Regions from separate parts of the Mus musculus genome. Here region 1 is linked to region 2. Evidence: chromatin contacts called from public ChIA-PET data. All regions are on one chromosome and are shown on one strand. The core of a region is the stretch at or near the end of the contact, and the rest is flanking DNA. Distances in the headings are between cores, read along the strand shown.

The links. ChIA-PET counts read pairs in DNA pulled down with a chosen protein or histone mark.
Region 1: a contact with region 2 is called in an RNA polymerase II ChIA-PET map of memory CD8 T cells, with 14 read pairs. The contact joins the promoter of Mapre1 here to the promoter of Tm9sf4 in region 2. A contact is called at or near these places in 6 of 39 promoter capture datasets (the C10 cell line, erythroid cells, liver and 3 more), 3 of 484 Hi-C or Micro-C datasets (CD4 T cells and natural killer cells), 6 of 115 datasets of contacts at active chromatin or transcription factors (embryonic stem cells, extraembryonic endoderm stem cells, memory CD8 T cells and 1 more) and 1 of 9 other capture datasets (liver).

Annotation. Positions count from the first base shown.
Region 1 is chr2:153,736,503-153,742,917 of GRCm38.p6, forward strand. Mapre1 (microtubule-associated protein, RP/EB family, member 1) reads left to right here and starts at 4,785. Exons shown (of 7, transcript NM_007896.3): 1 at 4,785-4,917.
Region 2 is chr2:153,159,615-153,165,585 of GRCm38.p6, forward strand. It overlaps Tm9sf4 (transmembrane 9 superfamily protein member 4), which reads left to right and starts at 1,687. Exons shown (of 18, transcript NM_133847.3): 1 at 1,687-1,957. The coding sequence starts at 1,943.

The DNA.
Region 1 (6,415 bases), core at 3,535-6,034, 580 kb after region 2:
TGGCACTTCGGAGGCAGAGGCAGGAATATTTCTACGAGATGGAGACTAGCATGGTCTACAGAGTGAATTCCTGCCTGGGCTACATAGTGGATTCTGACTGTAGCAGCAGCAGCAGCAGCAGCAGCAGCAGCAGCAGCAGCAAACAGGAACAAAAATGCTGTGGTATGTGTTTGTTTGTGTGTGTGAGTGTGTGTGTGCCAGGACAGAGTAGTACACATCCCAGATTGGCCTTGAAGTTGTATCCTCTTGCCTTCAGCTGCAAAGTGCTGGGATTAGAGGCTGAGGTCACCATAACCATTTCTCTGACAGGATGGAATTCTCATTTTCACTTATTTTCTGGCCTTTTCTGATAAAAAATGTAATGAGATGAAGATGATCTCCATGTGTTAGTTACTTCTCTTGTCACTGTGAGCAAGTGTGTCAGGTGTGTGGGGACAGCATGGTGACAGGCCTCTCTGCAGTGCTGCGAGTGTGAGGCAGTGCATTTACATCCCAGTGGCAGAGGAAACAGAGAAAGGGTAATGCCAGCGCTCAGGTGGCTTTCTTCCTTCCCCCTTTTTCGGTTCAGTCCAAGACCCCAGGCTATGGCAAGGTCCCTACCACGCTCAGTTCATGCTCATGCTCAGCATGGGTCTTCCTTCCTCACTTAAACCTCTTGGAAAATGTCTGCCCTCACAGTCATGACTAGACTCTAAAGATGATCAAATTGTCACTACAAATTACCGGTGGGATTAATCAGGCCACGAGCTCCTCTCTCTTCTCTATCCGAGCTGTCATGGAGTCTAGGTGAGGTTTATTTTACAAGCTCTGACTCAGGCACCTCCCGAGACTCCCTGTGCTTCTAGAACTGAGTCTATATTTCATCCTGTACTAGAAGCATCCCCACCTCACCCCAGATAAGAGGGTATTGCTTCGTAGGCCAGGTTGGCCTAGAACTCGTAGTCCTTCTACCTCAGCCCCCAAATGTTAGGATTCCAGGTGTGTACCACCACACCCCTCTCAAAGGACTGCTGACCTTTCCCATTGATCTCATCCCCACAGTAATGACCTCACATCCTAAGCAAATGCCCGTAGAGAATGAAATGATGACATTGTACAACTTGATAATTGGCATGAAGGGAAAGGCCTCAGACCTTGCTAACATTTATTGAGCAATTACTATGTGCTAGGTGCTAAGAACTTTACACAGGCTGGGCGTGGTGGTGCACGCCTTTAATCCCAGCACTGGGAGGCAGAGGCAGGTGGATTTCTGAGTTCGAGGCCAGCCTGGTCTACAGTGTGAGTTCCAGGACAGCCAGGACTATACAGAGAAACCCTGTTTCGAAAAACCAAAAAAACCAAAAAAAAAAACAAAAAAACAAAAAAACCTTTACACAGGACTGTGGTAAAGCACTTGCCATCCATGCATGAGGAACACTGTTTGGATCCTCAGCACCCACCTAAAAAGCCTGGTGGGTAAGCAGCCCATCTGTAACCTCAGTACTTGGGAAGCGGAGATGAGGATCATCAGGGTAAGCTGACTGGCTAGACTAGAGAATTGGTGAGTTCTGGATTCAAGTGTGAGACCCTGTTTCAGTCTACAAGGTGAAGAGTGATAGAGGAAGGTTCTTGGTATCAACCCTGGGCTCTGTACCTGGAGATACGCATGCATGCACACAGGCACACATACAAACAATCAGGCATGAACACACACATACATGTGTATAAAAAAATTAGAGTTGCACAAAAGAAGAAAAACTTTATGCAGATCTATTTTCTCCCAGGGGTGCTGGAGAGGGAATTCAGGGCTGTGTGTGTGTTAGACAAAGACTCTGCTGTTAAGTTATGATCCCAGTCAATACATATCTCATTTAATCTCAAGTCTGAGCAGAGGCAGGGCTTAAACTCAGATCTACTAACTTTGCTACTTAGGATATGTTTCTAATATAAAATAGCATTATCAATGTTATTGCAAAGCATTTACAAATATTTTTGGTAGATTATTGTTATTGATGTTTCATTATAATGTTAATTTTTTAAAATAACACATAGCCTAGGCTGTACATGGAGTTCCTGTCTTCCTGACCCACTAAATTCCAAGATCACAGCACACTCTGCTCTTTCCTCTTGCTTGTATTTTTCGATATCAACCCTTTTATAAGGGTAGTAGCTCATCTTTTGGGACCAGTGTCAACTCTGGGGCGTCTTCCCATGCTGCAAAGCAAAGTCAAGTCTGTTGTAAGATGCTTGGAGTTCTACTTACCATGGAAACTGGCAGTGTGCAGGCTGGGAATGCAGCTGGCAGAGGCCTTGCCTAGCACACCCAAAGCCCTAGGTTTGATTGTCCAGCATCACATAGAATGGGCATGGTAATACACAGCTTTAATCCCAGAACTCAGGAGGGAGAGGCAGGAGGATCAGCAATAAGTCATCCACTGCCACCTTGTCAGATTCTTAGCCATTCCTGAGCTTCAGCAATTAGGACTAGGTCCAGGAATGGCCAGGAGGTAAGCACCTTGCTATACATACACTGGCTTGGCCTAGCCCTCAATCGATCTGTTAGTAAACCAAGTTTCGAGTCACTGATGTGTCTAGTTTGCCTCCTTTGCCAGAGTAGAAATGTTAGGAGGTCATAGGCTATGTCTAGTTTTAGCTCACCATCAAATGCCTAGGGTCTGTCTCTTTGCTTAGAGACAATAAATGCTGGCAGCCAGGCTTGGTGGTACAGGCCTGTAATCCCAGCATTTGAAAAGTAGTAACAGGAGGGTAGGAGTTCAAGGTTATCCTCAGCCACATAGGATGCAGGAGACTGATCTGGGCTATATTAGACCCTATCTCAAAAAGAATTATGAATATATAAATAAGTGGTATTGTGGCAGAGAAAGCATTCTGTGACCTGTGATTCTGGGCAAGTCAGCTGGCTTCTCTGAGCCTGTTTCCTCTGCTGTGAAGTGCTGCAGTTCATCTTTTCTTCCTATATACAAGCACTGAGACACAGTCTGGAGCTAGAACAGGAAATTGCCTCCATGCAAAAGCAGAAGATAAAGGCATTAAAAAGTAAGGAAACATTTGCAGTGCTAAGAATAAACCAGATGACATTGCAGGTGCTCTTACATGGTGACTTAGTTTTTCATTAAGGTGCTGTGCTGGGCAGTTTTATAACACCTTGACACACGCTAATGTCATTTGAGAGGAGGGAATCTCAATTAAGAAAATGCCTCCCTAAGATGAGCCCTTAGGCAAGCTGGTAAAGTGTTTTCTTAGTCATTGATGGGGGAATCTCATCAGCCCACTGTGGGTTAGGACACCTCTGTGCTGGTGTGGTCTAGGGTTGTGTACTGGCTAGTTTTGTGTCAACTTGACACAGCTGGAGTTATCATAGAGAAAGGAGCATCAGTTGGGGAAAGGCCTCCAGGAGATCCAGCCGCAAGTCATTTTCTCAATTAGTGATCAAGTGGGGAGGGCCCCTTGTGGGTGGGACCATCTCTGGGCTGGTATTCTTGGGTTCTATAAGAGAGCAGGCTGAGCAAGCCAGGGGAACTAAGCCAGTAAAGAACATCCTTCCATGTCCTCTGCATCAGCTCCTGCTTCCTGACCTGTTTGAGTTCCAGTCTTGACTTCCTTTGGTGATGAACAGCAATGTGGGAGAGTAAGCTGAATAAATCCTTTCCTCCCCAAGTGCTTCTTGGTCATGATGTTTGTGCAGGAATAGAAACCCTGACTAAGACAGGTTGTATAAGAAAGCAGGCTGAGCAAGCCATGAGGAGTAAGCTAGTAACCGACATCCCTCCATGGCTTCTGCATCCACTCCTGGCTCTAGGTTCCTGCCCTGTTTTCCTTCAGTGATGAACAGAGATAATATGGAAGAGTAAGCTAAATAAGCACTCTCCTCTCCAAGTTGCTTTGGTCATGTTTCATTACAGGAATTGTAACACTAACTAAAACAGGCGCCAAATCTTTTTTTTTTTTTTTAAATTTAAAGGCAAACAATAACTGTGTAGCTCTCTGGCTGGCCTTGATCTCAGAGATTCTCTTGTCTCTACCTACTGAGTCCTGGGATTAAACGTTCATACCACCACAGTTATTTGTGGGCATATTTGCGTGTGTGTAGGCATGCGAGTGGCACTGCCCATGTGTGTTAGTCAGAGGACAACTTGCAGGACTCGCGTCTCACCTTCTATCAGTGGGTCCTGGGGTTTGAACTCATGTTGTCAGGTTTGGGGGCATGCACCTGCTAAAGCATTTCGATGGCCATTTTTTCTTTGTTGAGACCAGATCTCGCTGTGTAGCTCTGGCTAGCTTGCTACTGTAGACCAGGCTGGCCTTGAATTTACAGTGATTCTCTTTCCTGTCCAAGTGTACACGAGTGGCCTAGCACTCCCAGTTTTTTCTTTCTGAGACAGGGTCTCGTGTACCTCAGGCTGAACTCCCAGAGAGAGGGTCTGGGATGATGACAAAACGATTTGCTGGCAAGATAGGTGTGTTCCACCACAGCTGCCATCTGTGGTGTTGGGGACTGAAACCAGGGATTCATGTATGCTAGGCGAGCTAACCTTCCTCCCGAGCCTATTCATTAATCCATCTTGGTCAAACGAATTTTCTTCTGGGCTACAGCAAACCAGAATGTGCAACTGGACTCCGCCTCCTCAGAGGACTCACACGTCATTGGTCGCAACTGACCACGTGCCCAACAGGCTTGCTCCCCGCCCCCGGGCATGCCAGCTGTCGATCAAGCATTCGGCCCCGCCTCCGGCTCGCAGGCCAGTCCGTCTCTATAAAAGGCCGGGCGGGAGATGACGAGCCCCTGCGTCGGCGCGTCACGGCGGGGTGCGTGTGAGGTCATCGCGCGCGGGCGGGCGGGGTCCGACGGTTTGAACGAGACGAAGACGGAACCGGAGCCGGGCGCGCGGACGGCGGACGCGGGTCCTGAGAAAGCCGGTGAGGCGGCTGGCGGGCCCGGGCGGCGGCAGCAGTCGGGAATTCACGGGAGGCGGCTCCTCGTGAGCAGTGCGGAGCCGCGCGGGCAGTGGGGGGGAAGGGCGGGGCCGCGATCCGGTGCGCGGCCTGGGCCGGGGGCGCGCGCTCCGTTGTCCCGGGGGCGGGGCGTGGGCCGGAAGTGGGGGCTGCCTAGTGGTGACCGGCGAAGTCCTGACTTTGCGGCTGGGCCTGGAGGGTGTGTGCCCACGGGCGCGCGCGCGCGCGCGCGAGGGGCGCGGTGGGGACCCTGGGTGTAGGAGGCGTCGTTGCATAATGGGTGGGAGTTGGTCCGCGGAGTTGGCCGCAGAGTGCGACCTTAGGCAGGCGCTTCAGCCTCCCCGTGCCTCAGTTTCCTCCTCCGTAAAATGGAGACAGTAGAATTAAGCACAGAAAGGTTTCAGCTCGGTGCCTGGCAGAAGTCAGGCGGTCCGCGGGTGGTGGTTGAGTGCCTAGTAAATGCTAGGCCCCGGTCTCATCAGGGAGTAGACAGGCAAAGACATGCTTTCTAGGAGTCTGCTTTGTGGGTAGAGAGCCAGGAAGCAAGAAAATGAATACATGGCCAAGATAATTTCTGTAATTACTGTAAAAGGGCGATACCAGTACTGCAGGGTATAGCCTGACCTCTGCATCTTGGCGATGAGGATCCGGTGGCCCATTGAGGGAAGTTCAGCTAGGCCTGATGTCTGCCGGTGATGGGATGTCTTGACTAGCATTAATCAAGATAGCTCTTTAATGGGCACTTGTGTATAAGGCATTGTGTTAAGAGCTTGATGTAGCATTGTGTCATTTAATAGTCACATTGCCTTGAAAAGATGCTATCTTTATTCTCTTTCTTTCCCCTCTGTTGTGTTTTGCTCATTTTATTTTCTCTGTGGGGCTGAGAGGTGACTGCAGTTCCCCCACTGTGCTGAGCTGCTCATCATTCTTTTACAGAGGCGAGTCTGAGACTTTGGGTAGGGAAAGGACTTGCCTTACGTTGTCCAGCAAGTAACTCAACTCCAGAGTCATATCCTGTGTGCTACTCCTCCTTCTCCATCTAGAAACTGTTTCATACTTTTGTGGTGTCAAAGTGCCAGGACATAGAAGCTTGGGAGGCGGTGTGCTTTTCTGATACTTACCACAGCTCTGTGAGGAAGGTAGGGTCTTATTCATTTTACAGGTAAGCCATTTCTGAGGAAAGGAGACATGTTTCATACAGGGTCACATAGCTCTTTTTAGTGCCACCTCCCTCTTGCCTTTCCATAGGACTCTGGATGGTACTTGGAGAGGAATAGGGTGTACTTTATCCTACACTGAATTGAAGTGGGTAGGGAGCCAAGTGTGGTGAACATGCCTGTAGTCCTTACACTTGGGAGGTAGATGCAGGAGGATCAAAAATTGAAGGTCATCTAGCTATTGAGCTAGGTCATGAGATAGTGTGTGAAAAGGCTGACTAGAACTAGTTAGGGAGACTCCTGGG
Region 2 (5,971 bases), core at 437-2,936:
GCATTTATGGGTTTGTTTTTCAGCACTCATAACAATCCAACCCAATACTAAATCAACTAGGCTCAACCAAGTAGTTCTTTTGTTCCAAATATCAATAAGGATATTCACATGTTCTATATTTAGTTAGTAGCTTGCTAGGTTTGAACTGCACAAACTTATTTCCTTTATATGTGTAACTGTCAGGTGGGGTTTCTAGAACTCTGTGAGGAATGACATAGACCTGTCTATGCAGCAGGACACCCAGCCATATTTATATCCTTGGGAGGAAGGAGAAGCTTCAAGCCTCTTACAGCCTAGACACAGAAGTGGAAGACACTTATAATTCACTCTATTTGGTCAAAGCAAGTAACTTAACCCCAGCATTCAACAAGAGAAAAAAATTCACCTTTTGACAGGAGAACCAGTATGCTCATAACATGCAAGAAGGAGAGGCTTGTTAGTAGACATTTATGCAGAAAAAAATCCACCACGGTAGTAATCAGTACTGACCACAGTGGTGGTCAGAGCTCAGCTGTTCCTTGCCAAGGTGCAGAAGAGATAACTAAAAATCTTAAGACCAGTTTTGGCACAGTACTTAAGCAATGCTGAGTTTTCTGTTTAGCCCGTGGCTCTCTTTATGGCTCAGGATGGTCTTGAACTCACCATGCCTTCCTTCCTCAGCATCCTGAGCGCAAAAATTACCAGTGTGAGCCACTGAACACGGATAATGATAAAGATGATAGTAACGATGATGACTGAGGCAAGGTCTCACATGTCCCAGGATAACCATGAACTCTTCTTGCTGGACCTTCTGAGTTTGGGGATTACAAGTCCCAGTGCTAAAGATTAGGCAGGCTATCTGCTAAATTAACTATATCCTCAGAACTCATTACTACTCTCTTAACAGCTTTTTGGATCCATCTAAGAAGACCGCACTGGCTCTTTGTACACTTTACAGTGGTATATATGAACCAAACAGTCTTTCTCCATTATGATCCTTTGAGTCCTCCCCAGACCCTTTTAAGTCAATACTGGAAAGTTAAGTTTAAGATGGTTAAGTGACTTGCTTCAAGTCATACATTAAGCCAGTTAGAATGGAGAAGTCCACATTGAAAAATGTCTCCTTTCACTAAGTGTTCTGCTTTTCATTCACTCATTTAACAAAGCATATTGTTTGGGACACCTACCATATGTGTGAAGGAATGTACATACGTTATATAATGACAATTATTTATTGAATACTTTATATGATTGTGTCAGTGGATACTTAACATAAGCCAATTATAAAAATAATCTAGAGCTGGGCGTGGTGGCGCACGCCTTTAATCCCAGCACTCGGGAGGCAGAGGCAGGCGGATTTCTGAGTTCGAGGCCAGCCTGTCTCGGAAAACCAAAAAAAAAAAAAAAAAAAAAAAATCTAGAAATCTCTGCCCCATTTCACTGACGACAAAAACGCAGTGTAAGGGAAAGACAGAGTCCTACCTTCATAGTTATTACGGCCGATTAGTAAGACTATATTATAGTCAAATAAATATTTAAACATATAATTACAAATTACTCTAAATCAGAAGCTGTCAGAGAGGGTTTACCATGCTTTCCGTTTCACAATTAAGGTCCCGGGTAACCCTGGCAACGACTCTTTCTGCCAATACTAAAGAAAGCATCCAGGGAGCGCGCCTATTTCCACACACCCCCATTACCCACAATGCAAAAGGAGTAGGCGGAGGAGCGGGTCTGCCAGAAGTCAATATGGCTCCAATAGTTACACCGTACGTTCTCTTCACCTAGTCAGAGACCTCACTGCCAAGGCCAATCTGCCAAGGAGAAATTAAGCTTCTTTTACCTCCTCACTACTGCGACTACAGAAGAATCTGAAGCCAGGAGTCCCCTTAGTGGAGCTACACTCCGTAACCACAGAAGCACCACTTCCGCTGACGTCATCACGCCGACACGTGGATCCAAGATGGCGGCGGCGATGGTGAGTGAAGGAGACTCCGGGAACCGGAGCTGGAGCAGGGCCCCCCTGGATAGCCCAGGACCTTCCAGCGCCCCATGCCTGGTTCCCAGCCTCCTCCAGAACCCCTGCTCGGGTTACCCTTGACTGGGTCGGCCTCTACAAAGTCCCTTTCTCTAGCCTTGGCATGGCATCTAGGCTTGTCAGGGCCTGGAGTTTTAGGGGAGGTGCCGCTTGGAAGGAAGACTTCGGCTCATGCCTTCACGGTTCTCATTTCAGCTTTCGTTCCCGCCCCTTGTCACCCCTATTTCCCATTTCTTCCCCTCCAGGCTTTGTCTCCTCCCGAGAGGCCCCCGTTATTTCTGCCTTCGCTCCTCCTCCTCACGTTCATACCCAGCTCTCCACATACCCATCAGCCTAACCAGTCTGCGGGTGCCACCTTGCTCGCACCAGCCCGAGCCTTGTCCTTACCTGCACCCTCAGCGGTTCCCATAGCGCATCCCGCTTGATTGCTGCTGTACCAGGGCATCCCATGCCCATCATCCCATCCCCAGGCCCTGCCCTTCTCCTGCCTTTTCTGTCAAAATCTGTCTCTCCTAAAGTGCTTTTATCCGATTGGTTCTTAAACCCCACTGTGCACGGGGATCTTGGGTTGTTGGTGGGGAGGCATGTTTAAATAGTTTCCTGAGCATCACTCCCAAAGATTGCAATACCTTAGGCCATGCTCAGGAATCTATAGTCTCACAAACAGTCCTGTGTTTATAATGGAGGTGGTCCCTGGGTTACCGTTTAAAAACACCTCTGGCCCTGCCTGTCTGTATCCCCCTCCCACTCCACACAGCTCCTTACAGATAAAGGGTCACTATCATGAAGCTGACTAGAATTAAGTCTCTTTGTGGATGAGAGTGGAGGTAATATACCTGTGCCTGAAGGATGAGTCACTAGCTGACTTCTGTTTATCAACCACAGAATTAAGTTTTTGAAGGTCAGATTTTCTAAGAGAAGTTCACCTCAAATTCTGTTTGCCAAGAAATGAGAACAAAAGTCGAAAGTGAATTTTCCTGGGTGGTCTTGTACATTGCTGCCTCAGAAGATAAAATTAATTCCATCGTGGTAGTGAATGACAAGAAAGACTCAGAGAAAAAGCTTGTGACATTTGACTCTACTGAAGGAAAATTCTTGCTTAAGTTATTTGATGTTGGTTTTCTCTAAACAGGGCCAGGTTAATTCATGAAAGGAGTCTGTCCTGTTAGCAGACGGCTGACTTTTTTTTTTTTTTTTTTAAATTAGGTTCCTTGTTTATAACCCCAGAAATCAGGTAAAAATGTTCAAGGTTTTGCGGATTGTAACCCCTTTTGTGGAGCACTTGCTTGAGCGTACCCAGGAGCCTAAGTTCGATATTTGGCTCTGTTTAGGGGAAAAGCAGATTCAAAGCTTTCCCTGGTTTCTGTGGCCACAGACTTCAGTATGAATCATGAAGAGGGGTAAATCCCTAAAGTGGGATGTTGAAATCCTTTTTCTCCTTTATCACATTCAGAATAAGGCGAATGTGAAGCCAGGAAGTCACACCCTTTCTTGTTCATAGAGAGTTTAGTAAGGTGGCATTTATAGCACTGCACAGGGAAATTCCTGCCCTGTACAGAGCTTTTAAGAGTTTATAAGTTAGCAATATGTATTTCTGGTGTACGTTTCTTCATTCAGCAAATATTTGAATGTCCAGTGACTGCCAGGAACTAGGTATATGACTGTCAGAGGGTCATGGTCCCACCCTCGTGGGCCCACTCTCATTCCAGGAAACCTGCCTGGTGCTGCTAAATGCTGTGAGGGTAGCAAGGTGACGGGATGGTGATTGGCAGTAACTGGGCATCATAGCTGGGACGGACTGACAGACAAAACACAAACAAACAAACCAGCTTTGCAAAGAATGTCCCAGGCAAAGAAAATGGCAAGTGTGATGGCTGAATGACATGTTTAAGGAATCTATAGAAGACTTTTAACACCGGAACCATGGGGAAGGGTAGCGTAGCAAACAGCAATCAGGGACGAAACCAGAGACAAATAAGAACCGCACTTGCTAGAAGTAAGTGTGCTTGTGATTGGTGCATGGTGTAGCTCACGGTTAGCAATCTGTGTACTGGATTTTGAAATAGATTTTTCTATTAGGTTGGCTTCACTTCCTCCTACCCTACTGGGACAACATATCAGGGGAGCCAGCTTGTTCTTAATGTGCAGATAGACCATAGAAACCAATTTTTTTTGTTTTGTTTTGTTTTTTTGTTTTTCGAGACAGGGTTTCTCTTTATAGCCCTGGCTGTCCTGGAACTCACTTTGTAGACCAGGCTGGCCTCGAACTCAGAAATCCACCTGCCTCTGCCTCTTGAGTGCTGGGATTAAAGGCGTGCACCACCACGCCCGGCAGAAACCAGTTTTTTAAAAAGATTTTTTGTTTATGTGTATGGGTACACTGTAGTTGTCTTCAGACACACCAGAAGAGGGCGTCAGATCACGTTGCAGATGATTGTGAGCCACCATGTGGTTGCTGGGAATTGAACTCAGGACTTTTGGAAGAGCAGTCAGTGCTCTTAACCACTGAGCCATCTCTCCAGCCCCATGGAAACCAATTTAACTCAATTCAATAAATAGAGAATGTGGCACCTGGGAGGCTGAGGGATCTCTGTGAGTTCAAGGCTAGCCTGGTCTAGATAGTTCAGAGAGCTAGGACTATGTAGAGAAATTTAGGTAGGTAGGTAGGTAGGTAGATAGATAGATAGCATGAATGGAGAATGTGCTATATACTGAGCCCAGTTTAAAAGGCACTCAAGAAACTGCGTGTTCAGTGAAAAGGCACAGAAGCAAGTTTGTACAGAGGTGTATGTGGAGTCACAAGTAGGTATGAATTTAGTTTGTGCCAAGCACATTACTACACAGAAGTGAGTACTGTTCCCACCCCCTCATACATGTAAGCTATTTCATAACCATTTTGGGTGGGGCATATAGATCTAATTTGGAGTGGATCCACTTCTGAGGCAAGTCATACAGAAAGGAACTGAGCTAGTGGACTTGGTGGCCGTGTGAAAAGGCTGGTGATGTGGGGAGGCTGTTTTCCTTTGAAAGTTAGAGTTGTGGGTATGCAGTGCAAGGGCTTTTCCCTCCCTCGCTTACATTCATGAATGGCTCTAAGAGTTGTGCAAATGCTACCCAGGTCTACTAAGCACACAGTTAGTGTTTCCTGAATCTTCAGAGTACAACTTCTCTGGCCATAGGAAAAGGAAGCCAGGAGTTTGCCTTCTGCCCTGGATTCTGCACTGTATAAAGTTACAGCATAGAATTCATCTGGCTGGGCAGAGTTGAGAAGCAGACTCATCATATCTTATTACAGAAAACTACTCTTGGCAGTATTTTAATGGAACTTGGGAAATGCCCATTGAGTACATTCATGGGCATATAATACTCCACTTCCCTTATATCATCTCCTCACACTATCAGCTTCTATTATGGTTTTATCTCTATGAATATGATTCATATACCACAAAATTGCACCTTCTTAATAAAATATCTTTTTACATTTTATGTGTGTTTGCCTGCATGCATATATGTGTACTGTGTGCATGCCGGTGCCTGAGGAAACCAGAGGTCATCAGAACCGGAGTCACGGAGGGTTGAGAGCCACCTTCTGGGTGCAGGGACGCAAACCCAGATCCTCTGCAGGAGCAGTGAGGACTTGTAACACTGAGCTCTCTTACGCACACAGCTGAGTGGCTTTGGGTGTGTTTAGAGGATCACTGTTTAATTCCAGAACATTCTCATCAGCCTACTGACCTGAGAATCACTCCTGGCCGTTCCCAGGCTTCGCTCCCTCAAGCCTCTGGTAGCCACTGCTTTTCTGTGTCTCTGAGGAGTTACCTTTTCTCAGTTCATAGAAAGAGAACTTACAGTGTGTGGGGGTTGTTTTTTGTGTGTGTCTAGTAAAAAGTTTATTATAAAATATTCGTCTTTAATTTGGCAGACACAAGAGATATGAACAAATGCAGTTATTAG